Regions from separate parts of the Ovis aries genome. Here region 2 is linked to region 1. Evidence: chromatin contacts called from public Hi-C data. All regions are on one chromosome and are shown on one strand. Each heading gives the region's core, a stretch centred on a gene start, on an enhancer-like site or on the middle of the called end of the contact. The rest is flanking DNA. Distances are from core to core; before and after follow the strand shown.

Region 1 (4,782 bases), core at 741-3,240:
GGGGTCAGTGGAAGCGCTGACCATCCAGACCCAGGGGTGTGAGGCCAGGATGGGGCAGGGAGACCTTACGACTTAATGGAAGACAAGGCAGGAAGCCAGTGCACTGAGCGGGCACCCCAGAACGCTCGAGAGAGGCCCTAGTGACCCCCAGCAGCAGGCAGGCGCCAAGGATAAAAGCACCAGTGAACCAGTGTTTAAGCGTTAGTTGCTCAGTCGGGGACCACTCTTTACGCTATGGAGGGCAGCTCACCAGGCTCCTCTGTCCATGGGGTTCTCCCGGCAAGAATACTGGAGTAGGTTGCCATTCCCTTTTCCAGGGGATCTTCCCAGCCCAGGGTCTCCTGAATTGCAGGCGGATTCTTTTCCATCTGAGCCACCAGGGAAATCTCATGAACACCAACAAATGGTGAAGTTGATCCTAAAGCCAAAAGCAGTTTTTTTAAAAGATGAAATATACAACTGTTGATAAAGATTTTAAAAAAGAAGGCCCAAGGGACTATCAAACAGAGTAAGTATATTTTCAGCGTGGGGATAATTTGCCTACACTGATCCAAGAGCAAAGTGCAGCCTTCCTGCTGTTCACAAGCATGGACATATGGTTGGGAAACCCACCATTACCTGGAGTCCTAGAACTTTTGAGTCCTGAGGGTTGTGGAAGGCTTTCTTTTTCAGATTAAGGTCTTCATCATAAAAGATGCACATCCAGCTAGAGAGGATGACAGAGCCAGAGAGAGAGAGAGAGAGAGGCTCTGGGACCCGTCCCTCCTCCCGAGAGCGCAGCTGTGTCAGTGGGGTTTCCTGCTTCCCTTCAGAAAGCCCCATCACTTCCCAGATGAAGCTGGCCTGCAGCTGGCGAATCACGCATGTATTGTGCTTGATCTCACTGCTGTGACCCCCGAGTGACACTGCTCTGCGTGGTGCCCATCTCTCAGAGTCTCACCACTGGGGAAAGTAGCTTCTCCTTTAAGCAGCAGCCCCCTTGCAGTCTGATTTCACTGTTCATTTTGCAGATAGAGTCTCCCTCTTAGCTTTGCAGGAATTAAGGATAATGAAAGAGTTCAAAAGAAATTAGACCCAGAAAATTTTACTGAAAATAAAAATAGTTTTCAGCTACTTTGATTCACTGCCAGGTCCAGGGTAAAAAGCAAGCGTGGGGTTTTTCCTTCCTAGCCTGTTGATAACATAAACCACCTGGGTTTTGTGAAGAGTTTCCTGGACCCAGACTATAACCTCCAGGCACGCCGAGCTCAGTCAGCGTTTTTTTGCAGTAAACCTTATGTCCCGGAAGAAGTCGCCCTGATGGGGAAACGTTTGTAGTTCCTTTGTGAACAACCACTCTCCAGTGGCTTCAAGAAATCTGGGCCCACGTGCACCCCTGCCCGCCCCACCTCACCTATGTCCCCGCTGGCTGTTTCGTGGGAACTCCTCTGCCGGCTGAGTTCTTAGCTTACTGACCCGAAGTCTGCTCTGCTCCTTCAGCCTCAGCCCCAGGTCTTCCCTGAAGATCAGGACAGCCCTCTGGGGGAGCCAGAGGGCCAAACGCCAGGGACCTTTGTCTGGCTTTTTCCACTTTATGACATGTCTGTGTTCTGATACTACATTTTTCAAGTGTGTGTATTGCCAAAATTATTCACCCTGGCAAGGTGTGTGGCACCAGCGCCCCCAGCACACCACTCTACCAGCTGTCCCTTCTCCCCCCAAAAGTCTCACGTAGCATGTTGAAGAGTTTTCCCCCAGAACCACTGTTAGAGGGGCTCCTAGCCCAGGATCCAGGAGACCCACACACAGTGTGTGAAACTCTGCATAAAGGCGTTTTCTGGGAGGAAGGGTGCCTCTTCGTCAGATTCTCCACGGGAAACCCGAGTTCCCCGAGGATTCCAGCTGCGGCCACTAGATGGCGCTGCCCAGGGAGTGATTCACTTGAGGACACATCCCAGGGCCCCATCTTCCCCTGCAAGGAGAGCCTGCCCTGGCTGAGGGGGTTCAGCTGATTCGAGGAAAACGCAGTGTCCCCAAGAGTGGAGTTCTGGTCCAAGTCCTCCGTACCCTCCAGAGCCAGGACTCTCTGCATTTGCGAGAACAGTGTGTCACCCTGCATCCAGATGGCAAACACTGGGCACAGTGAACCAGCCCTGCTCGCCACTGGAGAGAAGTGGCCTGGTGGGGATGCAGCCTTCTCTTACTGGGGCCGGTCAGGACGGGCAGAGCTGGGGGCTGCTGGCCTTCCCTTACTCAGGCCTTCGCTCTGCACAGCGGCTGTGGCATCCGGGAGCGAGCGGTGCCAGCCGCCAGGCCCCGGATTCCCAACCACACGGACCTGCCCACCTCACCCGCAGTCAGGCCAGATGGCTCCCTGGCTGCTGTGCAGGGCCCAGGGCAATTTGGATGGCGCTACCTGGGGTGGGCAGTGGCAGGGCCCCCTCTCATTGGGCTCCAGCCGGTGCCATGTGGGCACTAGCCTGCTCTCTCCCTGCCTCTGCTGCTGAGCGGAGGCTTCCAAGCAGAGGCTCCACCAGGGAACTTCTCTGCCCCTAGAATGGGTGGGCAGGCTCCCCCACACCCAGAACCGAGCCTGTCCCAATCTCCCCTCGCCCAGCGCGAACGCCCCCTCCTTGATTCCTAGAGGGAGGCTGCAAGCTGCTCCTTGGGCGCATCCATCCACCTTAGTGCATCCGCCCACCTGACCGCTGCCCCGTGGGCTTTTCCGGGGTAAAGACAGGAAACCCAGTTCCTGCTGACCTGGTCCACCAGTGGGTTAGGAGGAAGAGCAGCCACCACGTGCCCATCAGAGCCCCCAGTCCTAGGGGCCAAGTTCCTCCAACCACTGAATCCCTCCTGGCATTGATCACCGGTTCTGGAGAAGCCCAGAGACAAAGGCAATACTGACACCCTGGGAGGTGGTGGTGAAAGCCCCGGCTCCTCCCAAGGAGGAGCTCCTTGGGAGCCTTCCCAAGGTCACTGTGGGGGAGGACAGCTTGCAAGGCAACTTGTATTTTTAACTCCATCAACCTACGGCAAGTCACTGTGCTGTGAGGTTGAGCTTCAGCCTGGTGAACCCCAGGCAGCAGAGATGGGTTCACCTGCTCGGTGACAAGGATCAGATCCACACATGAACCTGCTTCCCATTAGCAAAGCACATAAAGAACATCCCCAGCCACCCCTGGGGTCAGAAAATAAACTGCTGAAGTCTAGGCATAACTCGAAAACTTGTTCCCTCAGAGGGTGCTCAGCTAAAACTGAAAGTTCCTGCCATCTTACTCCATTCCTTTATCCATAATTCATGTCTAACGTGGCTGCAGGTTCCCCTTGAGCTTCTCGTATTAGATTTCCATTACACAGCCCTTTGGTAAACCTACCACATGGCCGTGTGTGTGTCAAATTGCTGTATTCTAACAGCCAAAAGCAGAGTTCTGGTAACATTTTCTCCTTGGTCATATGGCAACACTGGACTAATCCTGCCTTCACCCCAATTCCTGGGAAGTGGGTGGAGAACGTGGGGAGAGGTGACCTCACCCTCATCCTGCACGCTGTGGACACGTCCCTGCTCCGTCTCCTCCACCCACAGCCCGAGGCCCTCAGAGCACTGACTTCAAATATTTGATTTAGCATTGATTAGTCATGAGTATAATTCCCAATAAGAGAAAAGCTGTAAAACAAGGGCATTTGTTCTACAGCAGGCAAATTGAGAAATCAACAGACACATCACTTCAGACAGGGGCAGAGCTACACTCACTCGGGGTCTCTGCCCCTCCTGAGCACACTCACTGGTCCAGCCTGTCACAGGAGCCAAAGACTTGTGCCCAGGGCAGTGACCCTCGTTATTTCCAGTCAAAGGCCAGCAGACTAGGGAATAACTGCCCTCCCTAGGAGTGGGTCTGCCCTAACTAACAGCCGACCCCAATCACTCCCTGGATGACCAAATGAATGAAAACACCACCTCATGCACACGGTGCCCTGGGAGCCCGCAGGAGAGCCCCAGGCTGGCTCTGGCCCGCCTTGTGGTGGAAGGAAGTCAGACTCCCTCCGTGACAGTGGGGTGTCATCATGCTCTTGGGCAGCACGGACCAGGCTCGGGGTGAATAAATCCCTTTCAAACTAGCAGTTTAGGTAAGCCGTGGCCAAAGCTCCAAAGACATCCAGCCAGCCCTTGGTGGTCTAAACAAGTGCAAACGTACGCTCTGTACCCACAGTGGCTACGCTCCCAGATGCAGGCTGGGCAGGTGCAAGGTCTGTTATTTACAAAAACACTACGTTCATGAACTGCCTTTGTCGAGAAGACTGAAGCACACTGGGAGAATCCCAGAAAATTCAGCCCTCGCTGGCCATGCCAGCAGGCCTGCTGCTAAGCGACTCCGCAGGCCCCTGGCATTCGTGCTAGGCGGAAAAGGGCTCGGCAGGGGCCGGGGGCTAGGGGCGTGTGCACTTCGGCCAGGCTGCGGGTGTCTCACTGCAGGCCCGTCCTGGACGAGCGCTGACTAGCACTTACATGGGACCAGCTCTCCTGACTGCAGGTCTTTCTAAATTCCTTCTGCTGGCAACCAGATCCCAGCAGCGGGAGGAGCGGGGAGGGATGTTGGAGTCAGGGGTGGGGGCAATCACATCCCAGTCTCCCGCACAAATGCTGGCACGGGGAGGGTAAGAAGCAGAGGCCTCGGGCTTTGCTCCTGAAAATGTCAAAACATTTCTGGAATTCAGCACCAAACAAGCAAATCCAAAAGTACGGCACTGGGAACTACATCCAGTCTCCTGGGATAAACCATAGTGGGAAGGAATATACAAAAA
Region 2 (4,469 bases), core at 341-2,840, 250 kb before region 1:
GGGGCAAAATGCCCCTCTGGTTTAACATCACAGGTTTAAAGCAGCACTTTTCAGGACTTGAGGCTAGACCCTAAAACTAGAACCCCTGAAGGCCAGGGCTGGAAGGAACCTTGGGCAGGCTCTCAGGTTCACTTTCGTAGAAAAGAAACACACTGGCGCCAAGATGACTCCAGCGGTGCAGCTCAGTGTTGCTACCCACCATGCTATCCTTTGGGCTTGCATAGTAACTCAGTATCACTTCCTTCAAGGATTGTTATCAGTCACCGCAGGCCTCCCTAACAAAATGCCGTAGACTGGGGAGCTTAAAGGATAGGAATTTATTCTCCTGCAGTCCTGGAGGCTGGGAAGTCTGAGATCAAGGCGTCAATAGGTTTGTTTCTCCCAAGGCCATTCTTAGATTGCAGATGGCGGCCTTCTTAAAGCCCTCTTTAAGGGCTTTCTCTCCCTCTTCTCATAAGGACATAGTCCTAGTAGATTAGAAGCCACCCTCACAGCCTCATTTTAACTTAATCACCTCTTCAGAGGCAGTTTATCTGAATAGGTTACACTGTAACGCACTGAGGGTTGGGAATTCAGTATATGGATTTGGGTAGGAGGAGACAGTTCAGCCCATTATAAGGACTCTGATCAGGGCGAAAAGGGAAGTTACCAGAGCTGTGCTGAAAGGCTAAAATCCTCTTTCAGTGCATTCTTCAAACACTCTTTCTGGCAGGACCAGCAGCAAGAAGGTGAAACATTTTGCTTAAATCAAGGATGATCCAAATCCTAGGCCAAATAGCAAGCTTTAAAGCAAATAACCCCTTCTCCATCTCGACCTCCTTCTCAGCACTCAGCCCACAGTGGCACTTACATCACAGGGGCTAAAAGTCAAGGTCCTGGAGCAAAAAGAGATTGGGTTCGATCACTATCCTGGTTTAAACCACTAAGACGATGTTTTCCCAGACAAAGAAATTAATCTCTGAGTTCTGTAGAATGAGGATAAAAAGACCTACAACTTCATAAGTGTGGTTGTTGAGATTAAATAAGAGGCCTTTAGCGCCAGAAATGATTGGAAGACGGTCGCTGCAATCACAAAGTGCCTGGACTGGGCCCGTGTGCACCTTCCGGGGCTCTGAAGCTGGCATCTATAACCTGGAGAAAAATATAACCCGTGTCAGAACCTGGCTCCTAAAATGAAGATGAGAAAGAACACCTGCCTCAGGAGACACTGCCGTGTGAACGCGATGGGGCCAATGCAGGATGGGACACTGTAAGCAGTTCCCAGATGTTTTTTGTCCAGGTAGGACCAATCAAGAGACTATCCTCCATTTCACCTCAGCAAATGGGTGGGGAGGAAGAAGAGGACGGTATAGGCCCCGAGTTAAGCCTGAGGTCTTCAATGGCACCAGCAGCAGATTTCCTTTTCTTTGCAAAAGGATATGCCTGAGTCCCTGTGCACAAAGTCGACAGGGCTCTGGGAAAGAGTCCTGGTTTGTCCTCACCACCAGATGGTCCTTCGTCTACAGAACAGCCTCATTGTCTCAGTGAGAGGGAGCCCACGTGGGCACAGGTCTCCCGGTCTCCCAACAAGGACTATGCTGAGGACAGAAAACCTAAGTAACTGGTGCCCCCAAGTGGCACAGAGAGCAACTGTTGGCGTTTGTGCCCCCAACACCTCCTGCTCTCTCCTCTCCCCTTCCTCCCATCTCTCCAGCTTCTCTTTCCCCTTTTTTCCTTGACAGAGTGCCCATGAGCATCGTTTAACTCGGCAGTCATCCTTAAAGGTCTGAAAAGACTGTGATGAAAAGAAAGGGCTTTAAGATCATATTGGACTTGATTCCATAGTTCCTCCCTCTGTTAAATCAGGTCAATGAGCTTATTTGTGTCAAATAAATGAGCCTGGCTGGCTGCTAAGCGGCTGCAAGACCATTTATATCAGGCCTCCAAGCTGGCATGCAGCAGGCTGCAGGCAGAGCTTAGGAAGGGCACGGGTGTCAGGGCTTACACTCTCAGAGCACACCCTGGATTGCTGCCCAGGCAAAAACTTCCTCAGAGAAACTGAGTCCAGCACGTGCGGGGGACTCCAGGCCTCTTGAGGCTCTGGAGGGAAGCACAAAGGATGCCAGCTCCAAATAGCAACCCATGGAGCATCTAGAACATCTTTAGAAACTGACATCCCTCTTGCCCTCAAAACCCATCCCCGTGGACCACAAACTTGACAAAACATGGCCGCTTTAAACTCACCTCATCCTTTTCCCGAAGCAGGTATCCAGAAAGATGGTCCCCCTGTATCCCTCCCAGACATTTTATAATTCTATTTTTTTAATTTCCTTGATTGCTGCACTTAGTGATTCACTGAAATGAATGACATAGTTGGGGATATTCGGAGTGGGGCTCCCCTCATCTTTTTTCCTCAGCTCTCTCAAGAAAGTGGGGTTCTGCCATGACAGGTTTCAACCTCCTCATGCTTCCTGCGGGTCAACTCTGGCTGAGGTAGGATGCCTGTAATTTATTTGTGAGGAACACAAAGACTTGTCTCCCTACTGTGTAAAAATAAAAGAAAAGGGATGTAGAAAGGCAATGCCAAATTTGTGTGCAGTTCTAAAAGGGCTTTCAGCCCTACCCTGACTTTATGTTGAGGCCCAGATGATACAATTAAAATGTACACTTTTCCCATTCTGTAAATTAATTAGCTATAATTGAGTTAAGCCAACCCGATAGGAACTGTTTATTTTAAAATATTATACAGCAAGATTCTACCTTTATTTACGTACTAACACAAAATATACATTTATGTACAAAAAAAGGCAAAACTTTACATCAAAACTTTAATTAGTGGTTATCTCTGGGGGGTGCTGGGGATCTGATAATTTAATATCTTTGTAATTTCCTATATTTTGAGATTTCTGCCTAGTAATCACAAAAGATATGAAAGGGAAACCTTTTACTGAGCAGTAACTACAGAAGCCCTAAATAGGAATTCCAAGATGCTCTGAGCATCTCAGGTTAAGCATATCTAAATAATTTAGCACTGTGTTAAGGTACAGCTACAAAGCACATTCTGGGCCTCCTTGCCAAAAGGCAGCTGTTTTTATGATGGAAAACACAGCAGCTGTCTTCACAGGTGCAGAGCAGCAATACATGATAAGTTGGTCCCAGCAGAGAAGAATATGGTGTCTATTTAATATTTGAGGAGAGAGGCAGAAAATGGTGAGCCCCAGCTGAAATCTTCAAGAGAGAAGGGGAAGCCCTGGTCTGAAGAAAACAGTCTCCAGATGGCTGGTCTCCACTTACCCTCTGAGAATCAGAGCCAAGGACCAAGTTGCTGGGCTCTAGTCTTGCTTTATATGTGGCAGGATCTTTGGCACAAAAATCAGAATTTTGGATCTGCAAGATATCTTAGTAATCACCTGCCTATGACAAATGACAAAACCAAAGCCAGAAGAGGTTAATTTACTCAAGGCCACTAAATGTTTGTGCTCTCGTCAATAAAATTAGGATGCTGCTCACACACTGCTGTTACACTTATAAACACACATACTCCTCCTCAGTAATAGGGACATGTGGCCACCATAGACTGAGATTTTGAATTTCACTGATAGCCAATACCACTTTTTCTCATTTAGCAAACATTTCTGACTTTGATAACCCAGATGCAAGCTGACCAGAGCTTCCCTACACTATGCTCCATAAAAATATGTAAGAATTTAAAAAGTCCAAAGACTGGAGGAACTACTGACCCTACCAAAAACTAGGAAAGCACCCACTTACAAATAAAATGCATTGATAGCAGTGATGTGGTTTTGATTTTGGTTCCCTTGAAGACATTGACCTTGCAGTCCTGGGAAACAATATAGGACCCGTTTAAACGTTTGAATGACAGTTGGACCCACTCGCTTTAAGTGGCTAGATGTTTTGTTTCTTTATAATATTAAAGGCTGTACTTCTATTTTTAAAATGTCCACCACTGCAGCTCTACAGCAGGGGTGAACCGAGTCGTACACATGAAGGTATGTGGCGAGGGGCTACCAGGACACGGAGCCAGCTGCACGAACACGATGACCCCCACTGGTCCCCACTCAGGCCTGAGGGGGCCACCTGTTCCTCTTCCCACCTGTGAAAGCAAACCAGACGAAGAACATCGCAGCCATGTGACTGAGTGAAAACAGGGATCCCGGTACTCCAATACTCCAAACAGTCTTCACACTGTGACAACAAACCCTGCAGGAAGAGTCCACACAGGCAAGCGGCTCGGAAGGCAATGACTGACGCCACAGAGTCAGGCAAAGTGCTGTGCAGTAAAGCACTCTCACAGTTCCACCAGCGTTTCCTTTCCATTATTACTATTCACTTATGTGGTACTTTTTTATAGTAGAAGGACCAGTTTTCTGAATGGGATCTGTAGTGACATTTCCCTTCCCCCCTCATCTTCCAAAGCCCTCCTTGCAAAGGGCTGCTGCAGGAGAACAGGGAGGGGTGGGGCTGTGAGT

What was found. Hi-C and Micro-C count contacts between places; a contact is called where the count stands out from the background.
Region 2: a Hi-C map of hypothalamus shows a contact between it and region 1, with 4 times the contacts expected there. The contact joins two enhancer-like sites. A contact is called at or near these places in 2 of 16 Hi-C or Micro-C datasets (hypothalamus and tail adipose tissue).

What each region holds. Positions count from the first base shown.
Region 1 is chr17:58,047,394-58,052,175 of ARS-UI_Ramb_v3.0, reverse strand. No RefSeq gene overlaps it. Among named protein-coding and RNA genes, the nearest start is that of TRNAW-CCA, 33 kb to the left of the region's middle. Within about 2 kb of position 1,990, at least 12 of the 54 cell types and tissues checked have an H3K27ac peak or open chromatin away from gene starts, as enhancers often do. A contact at or near this core is called in hypothalamus, where this site is marked.
Region 2 is chr17:58,301,427-58,305,895 of ARS-UI_Ramb_v3.0, reverse strand. The region is part of intron 4 of SPRING1 (SREBF pathway regulator in golgi 1); the gene reads right to left. Among named protein-coding and RNA genes, the nearest start is that of SPRING1, 22 kb to the right of the region's middle. Within about 2 kb of position 1,590, at least 8 of the 54 cell types and tissues checked have an H3K27ac peak or open chromatin away from gene starts, as enhancers often do. A contact at or near this core is called in hypothalamus, where this site is marked.